3 separate regions of the Zea mays genome follow, and all the other regions are linked to region 2. A link is a contact called in public Hi-C data. All regions are on one chromosome and are shown on one strand. The core of a region is the stretch at or near the end of the contact, and the rest is flanking DNA. Distances in the headings are between cores, read along the strand shown.

What was found. A called contact is a pair of places that touch in the nucleus more often than the background predicts.
Region 1: a Hi-C map of leaf shows a contact between it and region 2, with 3 times the contacts expected there. The contact joins the promoter of LOC100191675 here to the promoter of LOC103630308 in region 2. A contact is called at or near these places in 3 of 25 Hi-C or Micro-C datasets (leaf and leaf mesophyll).
Region 3: a Hi-C map of ear shows a contact between it and region 2, with 2.2 times the contacts expected there. The contact joins the promoter of LOC100276099 here to the promoter of LOC103630308 in region 2. A contact is called at or near these places in 5 of 25 Hi-C or Micro-C datasets (ear, endosperm, leaf and 2 more).

The regions. Positions count from the first base shown.
Region 1 is chr6:153,774,282-153,778,016 of Zm-B73-REFERENCE-NAM-5.0, forward strand. It overlaps LOC100191675 (putative cytochrome P450 superfamily protein), which reads left to right and starts at 2,266. Exons shown (of 1, transcript NM_001137104.1): 1 at 2,266-3,735. The coding sequence starts at 2,341.
Region 2 is chr6:153,965,774-153,969,376 of Zm-B73-REFERENCE-NAM-5.0, forward strand. LOC103630308 (serine/threonine-protein kinase-like protein At3g51990) reads right to left here and starts at 1,852. Exons shown (of 1, transcript XM_008651372.3): 1 at 1-1,852. The coding sequence starts at 1,681.
Region 3 is chr6:154,178,538-154,182,051 of Zm-B73-REFERENCE-NAM-5.0, forward strand. It overlaps LOC100276099, which reads right to left and starts at 1,768. Exons shown (of 9, transcript NM_001149972.2): 1 at 1,656-1,768; 2 at 1,025-1,527; 3 at 868-935; 4 at 593-794. The coding sequence starts at 1,429.

The sequences.
Region 1 (3,735 bases), core at 1,016-3,515, 190 kb before region 2:
ATGAGAGAACCCGCTACAGATTCTGGGCCTAAGACGATATAGGAATCCCTCATCCGAAAAGCTTTACAAACATACCGACCCGAGGACCTCCCTATACCTGCACTCCTCTACCTCGCTTGCCCCTTTCTAGATTGGATTAAGTCACACTAGCTTTCCTAATTAATCAACCAAGGACATCTCATTCCACCCTTGTGGTAGCACTGTTATCTCAACTTAAGCTCCATGTTCCAATTAACACCATAATCTTATCATAAACAATAAATAATCCAATAAAAAGGATAAAGCTGATCGTATGTCATATAGCATTATTTCCCAAAAATCAGGTATAGCATAGCCAAACTACCCAATAGTTCATTTGTATGCAAGGTGTGGGGTAAACGAAACTAGAGTAACATATTAGGTCCCATCAAGTTAACCTGAGCATGTCACCGTGATTATAGAGAACATTATTAGGTAAAGAAAGGTGATCAAGGCCACAACTTGCCTTTTTTGGTGCAACTCCGTACTTGTCCAATTTGGTCTTCCAGTACCTCAAGACCTAGCTTATACTCGCAACAACACATATAGATAGACATGTAATGGATAAAAAATAACATTACACCAAACATGGAATCAAACTGCTTAAGAATATTCTACGCGACGCTACGAGACCGTGGGTTCGAGAGCCACTAAATTATGAGTTAAAATGGAGAAGATATAGATTTTCTAAGATTTCTATATTTATTTTACACTGGAAATCAAATTCTATATTCATTTTTCAATTATTTAATCACTGTTGGACGAAGATATCAGGATCTATTTTGTAAATTCCAGTACTCATTTATGATATCTTTACCACACATGTGGATGGCGAGTCAATATAGAGAAAAGTGGAGGTCTCTTTAGCAAAAAAAAAAACATGGCCGAAGGGATATGCTTTGCTCTGGACTGTTTGATCTAAAACCGGACACTATGGTTAGATCTAACTTAAAGTGAATCGTTACGCATTTGTGGCTCTCGGATCGTCGACCGACGGGTACGATTTAAAATACTTGAGATTGAATACTAGACGCAGGATCGGACGAACCGACCAGATTAATCCGGCCGAAACATTACACGCGTTCTAATATCAGTCTATCATCCGCCGATCAACGGCCACATGTGCACCTCCCACACTCAGACCGGGAGGCCCCCGCTCCTACGCTAAACATAGAAATAATTAAAAAATATGTACGTCTAAACAGGGTACAAGAAAGGTCTAAGAAAATCGTGGCGAATAAGTAATCCAATCAAATCATTTATGGTGTGTGTCTACGACCGATTTCGCCAGCTCAACTCTCCCTTCTCAATGGAGTTTCTGGACCATTAACTTTGGACTTTGGAGATGATCTCCATTCGGTTGTGCCACCGTCTCGTCTTTGTCGGCCTACGCGCTTCTGCCTATTGTGGGTGTGGCGTAGTTTTTTTTTTACATCTTCTGCTCACTCCTCTTTTGACAGGCAGTGGGCCGGGCTTGCCAAGCCTATTGCAGCAGGGCGCTTCTCTTCACCCTCCGCAACTAGGAAATATTTCATGTGCATATGGAATTTTGGTGTATATGATAACATATATTAAATCGTGACATTGTATTTTAGACAGGGGCGAATCTAGGGGGGTTTATCGGGGTCAGCCGACCCCGATAAATTTTATAAATCCTTTAGCAAAATACTGTTAAAGTTCATAAAAAATTGTATGATATAGCAAAGCTGCTCTTGATGATCCCGATCATATTTTCGGCTAGATTCGCCACTGATTTTAGATCCAACAATCTACTGTACTTACATTTTCATGTACAGAGCAGAATAAAAATACCAATGGGTAATGGTGGAAAGTGTTGTTTGCAAAATATAGAGGACAACAAAAACACTAAATCGAATATGATTAATCATGATTTAATACGTAGCCGTCCGCAATGTCCAACGGGTATATGTATGATCGTGCAAAACATTGTAGGCATGTGTATAATCGTACAAAACATTGTTTTATACGTGGAGATTAAAACTAAAAGATGTGGATGCTGCTGAAAATTAACCCGCGCACCCATCAGCTTGTTGTCTGTGATGATTCCACGCCCAGGCTGTTCAAAGTCAAGCATACAACAGCGTGCGCCCCAGCAGCTGTCATTATTTTGTTCTAGATGAATGCGATTTCCCTAGCCGGTGCTTTTGGCTTTTTGAACCTCATCAAGAAGCATCCATCGGTTTGACAGCACCGTCTACGTGCCCATCTTCCGGAGACGGAAGAATATTGTAGAGCAGTGCGACAGAGTTCCCCGATCGAAGCAGATTGAGGTCCACTGTGCTGTACTGCTGTGCGTCAATCATGGAAGCAATCCACCTTGCCTACGTGCTCGTCTTCCTCTTGCCCATCCTCCTCCTCCGTCTCCGGCGCCGCGGGCCTCCTCCAGTCAAGCGGCCACGAACAACGACGGCCCACTGCCCGCACCCCAGCCCGGTCCTGGGCAACACCCTCCACTTCATCCGCAACCGCCGCCGCTTCTTCGACTGGTACGCGGACATGCTCCGCGCCGCGCCGTCCGGTGCCATCGAGGCGTGGGGGCCCTTGGGCGCGGGCCACGCCGTCACCACCGCCAGCCCGGCCGACGTCGACCACCTCCTGCGCTCCAGCTTCGACAAGTACGCCAAGGGCGCGCTCTTCCGCGACGCCACCGCGGATCTCATCGGCGACGGGCTCTTCGCCGCCGACGGCCGCCTCTGGAGCCTCCAGCGGAAGCTGGCGTCGCACGCCTTCTCGTCCCGCTCGCTCCGCCGGTTCACCGACGGCGTCCTCGACGTGCACCTGCGCCGCCGCTTCCTGCCGCTCCTGGACGCCGCAGCCAGGGACGGCGGGGCCGTGGACCTGCAGGACGCGCTGCGCCGGTTCGGGTTCCGCACCATCTGCCACGTCGCGTTCGGCGTGGAGGGCCTGGACGACGACGCCAGGAGGCAGGATGCGCTCTTCGCGGCGTTCGACGCGGCCGTCGAGATCTCCTTCCGGCGCGCGCTCACGCCGGCCACGTTCGTGCGGCGGCTCACCAAGCTGCTCGACGTTGGCAAGTCGCGCCGGCTCCGAGAGGCCGTCCATGCCATCGACGACTACGCCATGTCCGTCGTCGAATCCAAGGTGGCGCGTCGGAGGAACAGCCTCGACGACGGGGCCGCGGACCTGCTGTCGCGGTTCATGGCGGCCATGGACGACGGCGGCGGCAGCGACAGCGAGCTCGGCGCCATGTTCCCCACGCCAGCGGCCAAGCTCCGGTTCCTGCGGGACGTGGTCGTCACCTTCGTACTCGCCGGGAAGGACACGACGTCGTCGGCGCTGACCTGGTTCTTCTGGCTCCTCGCCGCCAACCCGCGGTGCGAGCGGCGCGCCCACGAGGAGGCCGCGTCGTGCTGCGGTGACGGCGGCGACGTGAAGGGGATGCACTACCTGCACGCCGCGATCACCGAGGCGATGCGGCTGTACCCGCCGGTGCCGTTCAACGGGCGGGTCGCGGTGCGCGACGACGTGCTGCCGAGCGGCGCGGCTCTGCGAGCCGGTTGGTACGCCAACTACTCGGCGTACGCGATGGGCCGGATGGAGAAGCTGTGGGGCAAGGACTGCTTGGAGTTCGTGCCGGAGCGGTGGCTAGGCGAGGGCGGCGAGTTCGTGCCGGTCGACGCCGCGCGGTTCCCGGTGTTCCACGCTGGGCCGCGGGTGTGCCTCGGGAAGGAGATG
Region 2 (3,603 bases), core at 602-3,101:
TTTCTTGAACCTTCTCTTCTTTGTCAAGGTTTGGCTCCAGTGCATCCAACAATTTATCTGTCTTGCCTAATATTTCCTTGGAACTTTCTTGAATCCCGCTTGCATTAACTTGGATTTTCTCTACTTTGTCTTGGGCTTTCCCTGTCTCCTCTTGCTCTTCCCCTGCTTTGTGTTTGATCTTCACATCATAGCGAGAAATCCTTCCAGACTTCGGCAGTGCCTCTGATCCAACAACTCTTACCGTCTGGTTCCTCCTTAGGAGCAACACTGCATCCTTTTCGATGAGCTCACCATTAGCACGCACTGTTCTTGCTCTGGTAATGCCGAATCTTTGGCCGGCAACACCATCGATCCGAGCCATCAGGTCCAAGAGATTTCTCCTCTCCCGAGCCCCTGCCTCGGAAAACACTATCCCGTTCTTCAGTGGTCGGGGTGGTGACTTGTTGGATGGCACCTGATCTTCCTCCAAGGCCTCTGCATCTACATCCTCCTTTTCATCGTCGTCAAACACCAATGCTGAAGTCGACTCCCTCTCTGATTCAGCCCTGCGGCTGGCAGCACCTCGCTTGGAGATGGTCTTCTGAACATCAACAACCGCACAAGGGTTCCCTACCACGGCAAGCCCGTCGGCGAGCCCGTTCCACACCTTGGCCGACACGGCTTTGCTGAGAAGCACGAGACGCTGGACGATGTCGGCCATGGACGGGCGCCGCTCCCTGCAGGAGCGCACACAGCTGGCGGCCAGCGCGGCAAGGTCCTTGCGGGTGACCGGGTCTCGTGGCGGCGCCACACGCGGGTCGAACAGCGAGGCGACCTTGCCTTTCCGTAAGAGCGGGACGGCCCACTCGACGACGGACGGCGGCGAGTGCTGGACGTCGATGGCCTTGCGGCCGCTCATGATCTCGAGCAGCAGGATCCCGAAGCTGAAGACGTCTGTCTTGGTGCTGAGGCTCTCGGGCGTGACGTAGGCCGGGTCGAGGTAGCCGAGCGTGCCGGCGGGCGGCGGCGTGGGGGCGGCGGCGGCGGCGGCATTGGCGCCGGCGGTGGCCTTGGGCACGCGGAGGGCGAGGCCGAAGTCGCCGAGGCGCGCGCCGAGGTTGGCGTCGAGCAGGACGTTGGCGGACTTGACGTCGCGGTGGATGACGGGCGGGTCGGCGTCGTGGAGCGCGCGCAGGGCCCTGGCCGTCTGGAGCGCGAGGCGCAGGCGGCGCGGCCAGCCCGGCGGGCGCGGGTTGGAGTGGAGCAGGTCGTAGAGCGTGCCGTTGGGCATGTACTCGACGACGAGCAGGCGCGGGGCGGGGCCGGGGTCAGAGAAGCCGAGGAGGTTGACGAGCCGCGGGCCCCGGACGGAGGAGAGGATGCGGATCTCGTTGTCCACCTCGGGGCGGCGCGGGGAGGGGCGCTTGACGGCGACGGCGCGGCCCGAGGGGAGCACGGCCTTGTAGACGGCCCCGTGGCTGCCCCGGCCCAGCAGCGCCGCGTCCGCGAAGTGGGACGTGGCCGCCTCCAGCTCCGCGTAGTCGAAGCGCTCGATGGCCGCCTGCGCCGGCGGCAGCGGGGGCCTGGACGAGCCGCCCCCCGACCCCGACCCCGAGCGGCGCGAGAGTGGGAGCGGCGAGATGGCCGTGATGGAGCGGCACGTCGCCACGGACGAGTCCGCGCGGCAGGAGAGGTAGCCCATTTGGCACCGCTAGAGTTTAGGTCGCAGCAGGGGCTGACCCGAGACCGAGAGGCGAGAACCGTCGCTGCCGCGGCCGGGTGGGTCGGAGAAAGTGGGGGGAAGGGGGAAGACCGAAAGAGAGAAAGGGGATCCGAATAGGCAGCGCGGGCCGTGGGAAGTGGGAAGTGGGAACTGGGAAGGGATGTGCCTCTCGGCCTCTCAGCTGGCTGCTTTTTTTTTCCAGATGTATGTCATTACACGAAAATCGAGTATTATAGTGAGACCATTATTCAATCAAAATATTTGATCTATACCATTATCTGCATTCGTATTTACAGGGCTAGTTTGAGAAAATAAAAATATCCTTATTGACTTCTTTCTACCTTCCGTCCTTATCGTAGGGCAGTACTGATTTACTCTAATCTTCTTCTCTCTTCACGACCACAGCTGCGGCCTCGGTCTTGAGCGCTAGCGCAGAGTCTAGAATGAGTGTATTTTTAGTCTGAAATGAATTATAGTTGAAAATGAGTGTATTTTTAGTCTAAAATGAGTGTTTTTTTTCCTTTTTCCGGTGGTCGTTTGGTGCGGGGTCCTGCCTGCCCCATGGAGTGGGGTTTTTGCGTGGTTTGGAAGCGGGACGGCGACCGGATTTTTATCCACCCAACAAATTAGAGCCCTTTTCGTGTCCACGGAGGACGTCAATGCAGCAATGCAATTTTAAGGCCTTGTTTGGAATTGTAATATTACTGTGATATTTGATGATACTATAGTATTAAAGCTCAAAAGGTGTTTGGTTTATATAGTCAAAACTCAGTTTTAAATATTATGGTTCACCCAAAACTGTAGTATTTTTGGAGTTTTCGAAACTCCACTCAGGACCTCGGTTTTCTTCTCTTCTCTCTGCATATACTTTGTTTTTCCAATATAACCAAACAGATCTCGGTTTTGAGCAATACTGTAGTTTTACTGTGGTAAAGCAATACTGTAGTATTTATGTCATGTACAAGTAAATTATGGTATGTCAAAACTACAGTATTTCAAAATTGTATTTCTAAACAGGTCCTAACTGTTTTGTCTTGTCTTGTAGGAGTAGACGCTAGTAGTATTTTTGTTGTGAATCCGATCGTGATCTCAGTGCCGGGACGCATACGGCAGGGACGACTGGCGGAGCAATCCAGATATTAATCTCCCAAGAAATATATATTCCGCCAGGTAGCTAGTACTAATCAGAACAGAAGAAATAAAGTTCAGGTTGTTTCAGGCCAATGCCAACACCCATAGTGTCTTGTTGTGAGTGGGGAAGTGATTGCCAGAGGAATCTCTCTGTACAGCTAATCTGATCTGCGAATCCTTTATCATTAGTATCTTCTTGCCATTAAAAAAAAACCATTGTACTGAATTTGGCTGCAGAAGAACAGATGATGACATTGAGATCAGCATCAGATGATGCAAGTTTTCTAAAGTGGCTGACGTCCTTACCTTGAAATAGAGAAAAAAAACAATTAAGCAACGCGGCCTGCAGCTTCTGTTGAGAAATCCAAGGCTTCCATGCTGCTGTGAGCAAGAGCGTAGGAGATTATATAAAGAACAGTACGTTTCCGCACTGAGCTGGTCAAAACCGTTGCGAATTCTACAGCTCGCTCATCAGACAATATAGTAGTACTCTGTCTGTGGGTAGTTTTCATATTACGATCACACGGAGACCAAAACACCCTGCTGAACGGGGTGTTTGGCCGCCGATCTAGTCAACCTTTTACGTTAGCAATGAATTATGGCCAGCGTTTTGGTCATCTTCTTGTACTGCCTCCGTGACCGTGAGACGGCAGCCGTTGGAAGCACCATGATCTGCAGCTGCAAGCCGGCTGCGTCAAGTGCCCTGATTGTCCATTAATGAGAGGAATCAAGAAAAAAAAAGTTAGGTAAGACTGTAACAAGTTTGGCAG
Region 3 (3,514 bases), core at 518-3,017, 210 kb after region 2:
CTGGTGGGAAGAAGCCTCTTCTTCGGTCAGAGGTCTGGTTAGAAAGGGGCTTAATTCTCTGATTGCTTTGGGGGCCTACATTATTTGGAACCACCGCAATAGATGTGTCTTTGATAACTGGATTCCTAATGTGTCTTTAGCCATTAGGATGGCTCTGGAGGAAAGATGGATGTGGGAAATGGCTGGGGCTAAAGGTCTTTCCTATCTGTCTACCCCCCTTCTTGAGGTTTAGCCTCGGAGGGCGTTTACATCAGTAGTAGTTTGCTGTCTCAGATGGATTATTTTGGTTTTCTGGTTTTTCGGCCTCCGTAAGGAAGTCTGTCTTATTGTACCTGGTCTCCTTAGACCCTGTTTTTCCTTCTTAATATAATGAGGCGCAGTTCTCCTGCGTTTTTCGAAAAAAAGCAATGGTTCTAGAGTTTTCTTGACCTGCGTGAGTTCTTCTTGATATATAATGTAAGAGGGGTTGTCATACCCCCACAGATCGAGTTTTTTACGAATAAAATAATATAAACCAAGAACAGTGTCATGGACACATATGCTATTTTGGCAACAACCATAACTAGATCGATGTTCTATTGTAATTAGATACCTTCTTGATTATAACCGGAGAGTTGCCAATAGGATCAATATTTGAAATAGGCCCTTTTTCTTCTGGGAAAAACTTCCTCAATATCTTCTCATTCTCAGTCGGTTTGATGTAGAAAAACGGAAATGCCGCTGGCTCATCACCATGAGATAAGTTTGGCAAAGGCTTCACAAAGACATGATCTGGCTCTGCCATTAATATATACCTGCAAACATTTCCATTATGAGAACATACAAATCCTTCAACCATAATGACAAAAAAAAAGGAAATATACTTACTCTTCTACGATCTTTGCTTTCTGGATCCACTGGACAAAAGCCCAAGGCCTATTTAAGACAATATATCCCTGGATAAATCATCATATCAGCAAGAGCACAAGGTGGTACCATCATAAACTGGAAACAAACACCACAAAAGGACCAACCAAAACCTCACCTGATCCTTGCCTTCAGGAAGGGGATCAACCACCATGGTGGGTATCTCATCCATCAATCCATCAGGCTTGCCCGAGTGAAGGATCCTAGTGAAGCCACCCATGTCGGAACCAGGTCGGTCCCTCATCTCCTTATACCAGTAGTGCATTATCCGCGACTGCCACTGACTGTACAGTGCGTCCGTCGCCGTAAGCGCGACGTGGAACCGCTTCGCGGGGTCCGAATCAGAGCCTGACCCCAACGAGGCAGTTGAGTGGCGATCCCCGCCGCCGCCGAGGAACTTGCGCGGCCCATCCCGTCCCCGGCTGGGCATCGTCAGGAGGTTGTAGGTCACAAAGAAGCACCCTAAACAGATGAGGACGAGCAACCAGGGGGAAACCTTGCCCGCATTCTTCCTCCCGCTCATCCTTGACGCTCCAACCGGCAACCAGGGGCGCTGCTACTCCTTTTGAGCTGTGTGCGGCAGCGCCAGCGGGTAACAAATCGCGGGAGTCAACGGGGAGCCTGCCGGGAGATAGCGCTGGGTGAGTTCCTAGTTGGATCTGAGATTGGGATCGTCTTCAGCTGGCGAAACTGACGGATCGGGAGAAGGAATATGGCAGTGAGGTAAGGGGAAGGTGAGGGAAACTAACCACAACGAGGCAGGCGGTGGCCGGAGACGCCCAAGTGCTCGCCGGCAGCCGCCTCCGCCCCGGTGATTGCGTGGTGCGGCAGGAAAGGGAGGAAGTCGTTACACAGAGAAGAGTGACAAAGGCCCAGGACAAAGAACTCGTTTCGTCCTACAACAAATCTCTAGACTCATAAAAAACAGCTTAAACAATTCTTATTTTATAGTTTTTATTAAAGAAGGCATATGAGACACAATGTAGTGAAAATTTATACTACACCTCATATCCTTCTTTTTTATATCATCTTTAACCTTTCTTTCCTAATAATATAATTTATTTCTTAAAATACATGATTTAGGGCTAACTACCAAAGCTCAATTTATTTTTAGTGGATTAAACATTTTAAATTATGGGGTATTTTATTTTTTAGGCATCCTTGTTGTTGTTATAGATGATCTAAATAAATATCACCTGCGACTCAGCTTAAAATAGTCTCTCGGACCCAAAATAAATGCCACGCTTCAATAGATCAAGCATCCATAAACTTTGGCAAATATATAGAAATTATACTTATAACATCAAATAGATATTATTAGATTAATTGTACCAAAGATAGTAATTTGATTTATATATTTAAATAAGGTCTCGTTTGTTTCCTTTCATTTTGAGGAATTGGAATCCCACTAATAAAATAATATATTTTTTAGAATGTGACATTCCACCACTTTTCACAATTATCATATAAGCCTATCTCAAATTCATGAGGTAAGAGATAGAAATTGATTCTATAGATTTACATGCTATTTTTCCGATGCACAACCTATAACATACTCTTCTACTTGCTTCGTTATAACATAAATGTAGTATATAACTATCTCTCATATGATTTAGGATAATATACAAATATATTACATATATAAATATATGAACTTAATTAGTTTTGTCTAAATTATAATTATTAAAATGGAATTCAATTCTAACAAAACAAACGGAGCATAATAGTATTTTCTATAAATTTATACTATATAAAGCATCAATGTATATGGTTCCAGCATTCCACAATCTTGCATGTCAACCTTCTCCTTTCCACTTTATCCAAAAAACGTAGAAATTAAAATTATGTACAAGTGAAGGTTTAAATCTTAGTTGTTGGCTCCACAATTTCACAGTCTCTGTGTGTCACCTTTCTTCTTCTCGCTTTATCTAAAAGTAACATAGAAATTAAAATTGTGCGCAAGTGAATGTTTAAATCTTAGTTGTTGGCTCCACATTCACATCCCCTAACCAACTAAACACATATTTTTGTATTTTATTAAAACAAAGTTTATCCATGTGATATATAAAACCACAACAATATATAGGCATTTGACTAGTCTAGTTAAATTTAAGGTTGCTTAAATTTTTCTAAGGCTGTCTCTAGCAGGCTTTCTATCTCACTTCTCTACGAGTTGTTGAACTGTTTGCGGTAGGTCGTCGAATTCCACGGTAGGTCAACATACCATCCGTATGAAGGTGGTAGATTGTCCGCGATGGCACAGAGAGCTCTAGGAAGAACCTAGATCCCGCCTCTCGGCAGAGACCCTATCGGAAAGGAAGGATCTTGTGGGTGTTTTGGGGGTCGTAGGCCCCCTAAAGCGTATCAGAGACAACATAGAGCCGAAGCAAGGTAAAGATTAAGGTTGGGAGCTACAACTATGGCTAGAACTACTACTAGATCTAATACGTAAGGAAATAAGTGTCACACCTGGTTTTAGAAGGCAAACCGAATGCGAACCATGTACGTGCCAGGATCAGCAATTCACGTACACAACAGTTACATAACTGGACATCATCACACAGTGCTCAAATAATAACATAAAAAGGGCATAATAGTCGATTACATC